Linked DNA regions of Mus musculus: region 1 is linked to region 2. Evidence: chromatin contacts called from public promoter capture Hi-C data. All regions are on one chromosome and are shown on one strand. The core of a region is the stretch at or near the end of the contact, and the rest is flanking DNA. Distances in the headings are between cores, read along the strand shown.

Evidence for each region. Promoter capture Hi-C pulls out the DNA fragments that hold promoters and counts their contacts.
Region 1: a contact with region 2 is called in a promoter capture Hi-C map of the C10 cell line. A contact is called at or near these places in 7 of 39 promoter capture datasets (the 3T3-L1 cell line, 3T3-L1-derived adipocytes, the C10 cell line and 4 more) and 2 of 130 datasets of targeted methods (embryonic limb bud and forebrain).

Annotation. Positions count from the first base shown.
Region 1 is chr19:38,262,142-38,266,902 of GRCm38.p6, reverse strand. It overlaps Lgi1 (leucine-rich repeat LGI family, member 1), which reads right to left and starts at 2,216. Exons shown (of 8, transcript NM_020278.3): 1 at 1,806-2,216; 2 at 1,257-1,328. The coding sequence starts at 2,020. Gm32771 (a long non-coding RNA gene) reads left to right here. Exons shown (of 6, transcript XR_003952844.1): 5 at 1-44; 6 at 2,167-2,369. It overlaps Gm32491 (a long non-coding RNA gene), which reads right to left. Exons shown (of 3, transcript XR_386684.3): 3 at 4,241-4,320.
Region 2 is chr19:38,053,468-38,058,232 of GRCm38.p6, reverse strand. Cep55 (centrosomal protein 55) reads right to left here and starts at 3,192. Exons shown (of 10, transcript NM_001164362.2): 1 at 2,916-3,192; 2 at 667-823; 3 at 250-444. The coding sequence starts at 432.

The sequences.
Region 1 (4,761 bases), core at 967-3,466, 210 kb before region 2:
GGGGAGAACATCAGAAGCTGAAGACCAGCAGAGCTCTTGGCAAGGTCAGTCAGCGTGAACTATGTGAGACCCTTTTTTTTAAAAAAATTAATACTTAAATTTTTATTTCTCTCTGATCACAACACTTCAAAAATATGTCTTATCATTTCCATTTTGTAGATAAGGAAGCTGAGGGGAGAAGAGGGAGAGGGAGAGCTGGTCTGAACAAGACCACATGGCAACATTCCAGTGATTAGTGTGATGAGATTAGTGGGGTGAGATTCGAACACAGGACTCTTCAACTTCAAATGCACAGTGTTTGCCCATGCATAAACACAATGGCTAAGCATGGATGGCAAGGAAACAAATATAAATCTAGAAAGCAAATAAATTAAAAGCTTGGATCTTAATCACACAGTTAAGTAAGATATCTCAAATTCAGCATATGGACAGTCGACTGTGTCTGTTTTGGAAGTGTCTGTCTGCTAATCTATGATTGATGCTGGAGCACCAGAGACCCCTTGACTCTCATGTGATACCCATGAAGAACTAGGCTCCAGTTGCCAAACATTATTCATCAGAACAAATTATACATATTTCATTATCCCTGTAAAGAGGTCTGATTTCCTAGTCCAGTGCTATTTTTGAATATTTTTCAGGCATGGACTGAATATGTGGCTCCCTTGTGGCCATCTCAAAACATAGAACAAGGAGTATTTGCTGTATTAATATCATCTTTTCCTTGCTGTGAGGGGACTAGTTATAAATTAGAAAGCAGCCTCTTGAGAATTCGTATTTTAAGAAATTACCTAGAAAGAACCAAGGGTGTTTTTTTTCCTCTCTCTTTTTCTCCCCACATGGTAAATCATACAGAGACATAGTCTGCCCCAGATCCCCAAGAGACAACATCTTGAGTGCATATGTGATGCTGGGCTCTGAATTGACAAACCCAAGAACTCCAGCGCAAAATAACCGAAGTTCCCCAAGTTAAAAATGAAAGTAAGATCATCAAAATTAGTATTCTTGTTGCATCGTCCCAACAACTTCACAAATAGCCATTAAGCTAGACAGCATCACAGGTAATTGAATTTAAAGAATCAACTTTTATGGTGGATGTGAAGTTACAAATAACCCATCTATCTCCCGCTTTACCCATGTTCTCGCCCCTTTCAGAAGCATCATCACATTCAACAGAAACAATATTAAGCTCGTTTTACTAGAAGGCTTATCCGAATACATGCCATATTAAAAATAGTCATTATATAAATGTTTCTCACAAGAGCTGCAGCGATGGTGTGAATAAGAAACTCCCTTCTGAGATTTCAGTAAAACCAGATCTCACAAAGGATCTGAAAGAAAACAAAACACACACACACACAAAACAAACAGACACACACACAAAGAGACACACACAGAGAATAGATCTTATGTTAATCCAATTTACCATAACAGTTGCTATATTCCCCCACTATTTTATAAAGTACGATTCTGTCCCTTCCTAGAGGAAGCGAGAGAGAGAGAGAGAGAGAGAGAGAGAGAGAGAGAGAGAGAGAGAGAGAGAGAGAGAGAAAGAGAAGCCTGCTCCAGGTGCCTCCGGATAATGTCCAGGGTGGGGGCTAACTAAGCATGATCACTAGCAGCTTATCAAAAAATCACAAATTTTAAATGCAGGAAAATGTTAGTGCTGTCAAATGGTCAGGCATGCAAGAGGAATCTGTCTCACGAGCTCCATGCCCCTCTCAGAATACATACAAACCCCCAAATCCACCAGCTGGATTTTTTCTTTTAAATTGTAAATTAGATATCAAAATGCTTACGGGCCTTACAGTGAGATAACATCAGGAGGAACGGTGCGTGGAATGGATCTCGCATTCTCACATAAAGCGTTATCTTTGCTACAAGTACACACGGCAGGGCATTTTGGCTTCGCTGGTTTCTTCCCCTCAGTCAGCAAAACCACAGAAAAGAGGCATAGGAAATAGGCAATTCTTTTCAGGGGAATGCAGGCATTTCCCATCCTTCTGCTGCTTTCTGATTCCATGCAGTCGAGAGAATATCCCCACACATGAACAGGGCTTCTGGAATTCAGCTGCTGATTGTCTTGCTCTAAGAACAGGTCACATAGGAGTCCACCCTTCTCTGCTTCTCTATCTGCTTTTTTTTTTTTTTTTTTTTTTTTCAAAACAGGGACCTCCAGCTGATTCGTGAGCTGTTCCTCGCTCAGGCAGCGCACTGCTGGGGGAAGAGACCTGTGAGGTGCTGCGAGGTGGGAGCGAGCCAACTGCTGGAGGAAGAGAGCCGACTCACTTCACAGAAAACACTGAGCACAGACCAGTCTTCGAAGGCAAGCGAAGTGATGTAACAGAAAATAAACAGCTTTCTGCTTTCACCGGGAGGCCCTTTAATTGTTACCAAAAATAGGACGGCATTATGTCTTATTAGTGGGTGGGTGGGCGGGCGGGCGGTGGGGCATAGCATCTTAGCATAGGATGTGGGCAATCTCGGGAACCTCTGGGAATTTGCTCTTCATGTAGCAAACAGCCTAGTAAGAAAAACTAGCTTGGGGGACAGTCTTGGCTGGGAAGAGGAAGTTAAATGAAGCTGTCTGCTGTTAAATCCGTGCCTTCCCTGGCAGAGCCCACCTGGTTGATGCCACCGTTGAATGAAAAACCCGTGAACACACGGAGACTGTCAATTTCAGGGGAATACAGTGTGACTGAATACTTCTCTGACACTTATCAACTATTACAAATTATTGATTTTCATAATCCCCCACCACCTTGCACAGCCCACTCCTCCCTCCACGACAGGGAGGCGACAGAATGGTAAGCCGCCCCTGTGTATAATCCAGTCTCCTCCCTTCTTGCTCTCCCTTCTTTGGCAGTGTTCCTTCTAAAAGGCTGGAACGTACTCCCTGCCAGCAGGAGGCAGCCAACTCCAGCTTCCTGGGGCTTTGAAACTGGGTCTGGCTCACCCAGCAGGCTGCAATAAAGTGAAGTGCTAGAGTAAGCTAGAGACCCCACTTGGAGATCCCAGGTCATCTGGAAAGAGCGGATTTTTACAGACAAGGGAGCTATCCTGCCTGTAGAGTGGGGACATTAGGGATGATAGAGACGATAGGACAGATGGTCTCCTCATGACTGTGGGAACCAAATAAAAATCACAGGCTCTTATTGGCATATATCATAGGGAAGAAGAAGACACTCTCTTGGAAAGGGAAGTTTGTTTAAGGACAAAATCAAAATAGTGTGACCTTGGCTGTGAGGTTGTCCAGCCCCAGAGAGTGAAAATATCCTTAGGACAGTAGAAAAGAATGTCCTTTGACCAAGCTGATGGCGGCCATCCCTCATGGTGGCATAGCCACTCTGGTAAGTCAAGCACGGTCCTTCCTTTTCTTGCTTTTAAAAATTGAACGTATAAAATGAATTGTTCGAGTACCCGTGCCTTTATGAGACAAAGCCACCCTTATCAGAGGTCTTTGCCTTGCCATTCTCCCCCCCCCCCCCCCGCCCCTTGTAGCTGACCCTAGGCCAACTTCAGTGAACTCCTTTTGTTTGTTGGCTTAAAAAAAAAAAAAAAAAAAGAGCCTTGCTGTCTGTCTATGTAGCCTGTGATGATCTTAGGTTTTGTTCTTTCTGCCTCAGCCTCCAAAGTTGTGGGATTACAGGTAGGTGTTACAACTGACTCCGGGCTCAATGGCTCCTTTAACTCTATTGGCTTTGTGAGAGGAGGGCAGTGTTAGTCATGTTCACACTCTTATTGGATTGCTGGGATGAGGATGATGATGGTGGTGGTGATAATGTTGATTCGAGAGGATTAAAAGCTTCATGGAAGTGGAAACTGCTGCAAACCAGGGCCAGCATTCACTGTGTACAAGGTGGGGGTATCCAACGTGCCTGTAGGAGCTCGTTGGACAATGCATGGTCTATTCACATGCAGTAATCATATATTCACCTAATATACTTCAAATTGCCCCACAGTGTTATAATAAAGGGACTTGCCTTGGTCGGAGAGGTCAGGGCACACTTCTATGAAGAAACAGTGAAGGAGCGAGGAGGGAACAGCTTGTGCAAAGCCTGGGGTGCTCTGCCGAGCCATAGGATGCTGCTGCTGCTGCTTTAAGCAGAAATTCTTTCCTGGTGCATGTTTCAAAAAGACAGGTCTTAGAGAAGCCCTGCCTGTAAAATGGACTGTGTTACCACTGTGGATGAAAGAGACTGTTCTCGGAAACCCAGACCCGTGGGCAAGCCTCAGCTCACCAGTAATGTATCACTTCAAAGGTGGCCACAAGTTGAATCTTTTAAAAATTGAATCCTTCTGCAAGTGCAGGATGGGATCTCTCTGCATATAAGGAGATTACACGGTGAGGATTTTATACCGTCATTTTATTCAAATTGCCGCTCTCTTAATTCCCTGATTTTTAATAACTTTTGTTAACCACGACACAGTGGCCTTGAACGTCTTCATGGACCTTAGATCTTGGATCCAACCCCTGCATATTATATTTTGATGGGGAAACTGAGGCACTGAGCCCCCACACAGACACCTGTTGACAGAGCCATTACCCTGTATGACACAAAACAATGGTAAATAGGTGATTCAAACAACCAACGGGGTCAAACAGGATATTCCCTCCCTAGGATAGCCTCTCAGATACAACCAGATATCAAGATTGACAAGCCCTTGGCTTTGGGCTCCCTGACAGCCAAGCAGCCTCCCTCTCTCCCTCCCTCTCTCCCTCCCTCCCTCCCTCCCTCCCTCCCTCCCTCCCTCCCTCCCTCC
Region 2 (4,765 bases), core at 1,943-4,442:
AATGCCTGGTAACCCCAAAACACATACTCAATTGCATTTTAAAAGAGAGATTTAGCAAGAACTAAAGTATGTCTAAAGGTCAGAAAAATCAAAGCAGGAATTTAAGATTCCAAATTCAAGATCGGCTTTCTAGACCTAAAGAGATCAGGTCAAGCGCGGGCAACGGGAAGAAGAAGACTGTAGCATCAGAAAGCCACACACACCGCTTTCTAGAGTGTATTCACCTTAAAGGATTCAAGGACCATTTACCTCCAAGAGTCTGCTTCTGCCTTTTTCGGCCATTTTTCCTTTCCCAGAGGTGATTTCATCCAGGGATGTTTTAAAGGCTGCAATTTCTCCCTTAAATTTCTCTAATGCAGTGTCTGACTTGGAGCTACTAGGCCTTGATCCCCATTTGCTTTTAATTAAATCTTTGGGACTTCTTGAAGACATCGTTGCAATGATCTGTGAAAATACAAAAAATGATTTTTAAAAATTCAACTGCTTTTGAAGTCTGAGTTTAAATTTTCATATCTCAGGCTTGGCAGAGGCCTTATAATGTACTCTGCTCTAAATAGAAGTGATTTATCCAAATCAGTGGGGTCCGGAAAGAAAATTGAGTAAGCTTTTTAGGGTGTTATTATGAATCTAAAACTCTTAGGTGGTAGATACAAGGGAAATATCTACCTTCTAGAAATATAATTTGCATACTTGTTTTTGCTGATATTTGCGAACAGATCTCTCAAGGCAGCCCAGGAGAGTCTGGAACTCACTACGTAACTTGGGTGGCACCGAACTCACAGGCCTCCTGCTTCAGCCTCCCAGGTTATAGGTTTACAGGCACCTGTAAATTAACAGAAAGTTTTGGTTTACAATCAGTGGAAGGGTCCCCAGGCCTTCCACTTTCAAGGTGATATCATACTCAAGAATAAAAACTCTAATTCTGAGTTTATAGTCATGAACTCAACGTGTGCTCTCTGCTTTAGAAGGTATGTGTAGTTGAACTCTGATGTAAGTCGCCCGAGGCCTACATGAACCGGGTATTTCTGGAAGGCAGGGTGGGGCTGAAAGAGACTTAGACTTTGAGAAAAGAATGATGAAGCCAAGACAAGTAGGCGACATGCAGGATAGGATGTGTCTCCGGGATGTCTCAAGGTTCTCTCAGCAGGTAGCAGAGTCTCAGAGAAGAGCATCTGTAGTTGACATAATATAGCCATCTAAGTCGAAGGCTACACCCCAGGTGACCTCATATTCAGTGGCAGCAAAGTCTGAATCAGCCTGCTTCAAGGCTGGGGGAGGCTACAGAACTCTATCTTATTCGTTTTAGAGCGTATGGCAGGAAGAAGTGAGAAAATCCAACACAAGACATTTATAGAAAAAGAGGTGTAATTCTCAGAGATTGGGGGGGGGTGAAAGAAATGAATGGGCAAATGAAGTTAGGCCAAGTTTCACATCTGCTAATAGTACTAGATGAGAGTTTAGAAGCAAATGTAGAATACAAACTCTAGGCAGGCAGATGTGTAGTAAAATACACTGTATATATAAATAATGTAAAAAATAGCTCTCCATTAAGAGATTTAATAAAACCATTTTTCTCATATGTCCTGAGATAAAAATGAAGGCAAGGTGATCATGGAATTGAAAGGAAGATAAGACCTTCCTTCATTCAACTGTTACTACAAAGCTATGGTGATACAGGCTAATAATCCTAGCACTCAGGAAGTAGAGGCAGGATGGGCAGGAGTTCACGGCCAGCCTCATTTGCATAGACTGAAGGCAGCCTAGCTGCACAAAACTGTTTAAACAAATCACAGACTATTACTACAAAGCCTTTTTACCAGGTAACCTAATCGGGACTGGATATAAGCTGGCTAAAGCAACAGAAAGAAGAAGAAACAACATAGAGTCTCGGATGCTAGGAAGCTTTCAGAACAGTGTAGCAGGCAACAGCAATACAACAAAAGAAAAGGAGATTCACATATTCTTAAACTGTAATTAATACTAATAGTCATAAAAGCTACCACTACAAGAAAATCTACTTAGGGCGGTGAGTGTGAGGTTGTCCTGTATAAAATCAGCCTAAAAATAATAGAACTGCATAAACAAACTTGAACGAAATCTGTATTAATGCATTCAACCTGGTTTTGCCCACTATCTTGACAAATACCAAGTAAAATTGCTAGTACAATCTGCCGAGGCAAATGCACAGTTAACGTGTTTTAGGAACCTGCTACCACAAACGTTTCTCCCTGGGCTTCTGCTGACGTCAGAAGGAGGACTTAACAGTTTGAAAATACCCTCAGGACATTTGCATCCTAACTTTTGGAGAGGATTCCTAAAAACTTAGTGTTCTTGACTCTTGTCTAGGCTGACCCAGCACACACTCCTCCTCATCTCAATCCTGCTCTCACCTAGTCTTTCCTTTCCCAGTATTTTCTATTCCAATCGATCATAAAGTTCTTTTTTTTTTTTTTTTAAAGTTCTTCTACTCGGGAACGTCCCTACCCAGTCCTAGTGGAATCTCCTTCAGGATGTGCTCTCTTAAATTTAATATGGGACACAGAACTCACCATACATACACAAGCTAGCAGTCAGTACTATCTGCTCACAACATTTTCTTTTTCAATCAACAACTGTTCAAAAGAACTGTGTTTTGATTTTTTTTTGGGGGGGGGGGCATACAAGAGCTTAAAGGCAGCTGCTTGGAAATCTCTGACTCGACTGAAGGGACCTAAGTCATTCTGGTCAGGAGTCTAAAGAAGCATTTCCGTTCAGTAAATCTCCCAAATCTACGAGGGGTCAGGAAAGAGGCAGGAAAATAAAAAACTGCAAAGAGAAGCGCTTGCTAAGCAAAGGCTGACCGCACTGGAGACCTGAGAGACCTGGCTCAGGTCACTGGCCTCGCGGTAACCTCTCTGTTAAGAAAGTGATAATACCGCCAAGTTCAAAGGAGCCGAAAGGATGGCCTGCGGGCCGGCGGTCGACAGGAACGCAGCGCGGGGTCTCTCAGGGAGCCAGCATGTGTTCCAGCGATTCCAGCCAGGGGAGACGGAGTCCTGCGGCGTGATCTGCTCACCAGCGCTCCTCCCGGGAGGTCTAGTCCTGCCCAGGGGCTAACGAGCCCCGGCTGTCCTCCCCTCCCTCCCCGGCCGAGGCCGGGACCACTCACTACCTGAGACAAACACAGCGCTCGCGTCGCCGCCGCAGACCACTTATCAACCAGGACACCGCTTCCGGGAGTTTGAATCCCGCGGCTGTAGGGCGGGTCACGTCACTGCCGGCTTGGCGAAGGGCGGGGTCTGCAATCAGAGGACGGGCGGGAGAGGGCGGGGTCTGCAATCTGAGGAAAGGCGGGAGAGGGCGGGGCCTGCAATCTGAGTGAAGGCTGGAATCTGAGGATGGAGGAGAGAGGGAGGGCCCAGGAGCCTGAGGGCGGGGCAAAGGCGGAGTCTAGAGCCAGAGGAGGGGCGGGGCAAGGTCTGGAACCCGACGGCAGGCGGGGCGAAGACCGGCTCTGGAATCAGAGGGAGGGGATCGAAACTAGCCGGGCAGACGGGTAGGGGCAGAGTGGGGAAGGTAAGGGCGAGCAAGACATAGAGCCTGACGGGAGCTACAATCCGTGCCGGCCGGGTCAGAGAAGGACCTTGTGAAGATAGAGGGTGTCTGTGGAAACGTGGTGTGAAATGAGGCGGGTGTGATGGTGTGGGTGTGGGTGTGGGTGTGCGGGAGTGTGGGCGTGGTGGAGGCGGAGCCAAGGACAGAGTCGGAGGACCAGTTCAATCTGGGCCTGCTTGCTTTTCTCTGTGTGTTCGGACCCTGCTGTTATCCATAGGACAAGCTCTGTGACCCTCGCCTGGGACTGACTGGTCTATGTTCTTTGGGAACCAATTTCTCTTTGTGAGGTAGAGCACAACCTCCTAGTCTTCCGGGCGGGCCACTCATTTACCCTGTCAAACTCAGGGGCGGAGCAATGGGGAACGAAGCTGTAGGGAGCTGATAAACTCCCAGTTTGAAAACCGAGATTGTGAGCCCCAGCAGCGATTCCAGATTGCTGCCCTACAGGCAGATGTGTCTTTATTGGTCTTTATCGGTCACATCAGGGTCTTGATTAGCGTCTTGAGAACTTGAAGCAAACAATTGCTTATGGCGTGTCGTTCTTAGACTTAGCCTAGGCATACCAGAAGTTTACAGCGAAAAAAATCAGTAGCAAAGCATCCTATGAAGGTAATGTATGTAGTACAAGGGTTAAAATCCTGAATGCCTCTTAATAGATGTGTGGCCTTGAGAACATTTCACTTCCTTGAGCCTCAGTTTCCTGATCTATACCAGGATGCAGATAACCATCTGGTAGTGTGGCTGCGAGGGCTAGAGTTTAACAAATGTAGTTAGGCACTGTTAAGTAAAAGACAACAAATCCATTTGTTACTGAATCTAGTGGATGAGAAACCATGTAAGGAATTTCAGTTTGTTTTATTTGTTTAAAGCAGGAAGATGGCAATCCAAGATACTGGAATTCTCTATTTACACAGTCCTCCCGCCTGAAGTATGAACGGAGAAACAGATGGAGAAAGGAATAGTCTTATTAACCACAAGGTGGCACACTAGAAGGCGGCAAGCAGGCTTTTGCGTTTCAATGTCCATCTTTCCCTTTTGCCCTGTTTTTCAGGGCATGTGGGTGTTTTTTGGGGTATGTGGGCCCCAAACAGGTGGAGCCTGGGTGACCCCGTGTTCCAAAGAGCAGCCTGTTCTGGTGTCCTGGTTCTGCACATCTTACCTTCTTTATGTA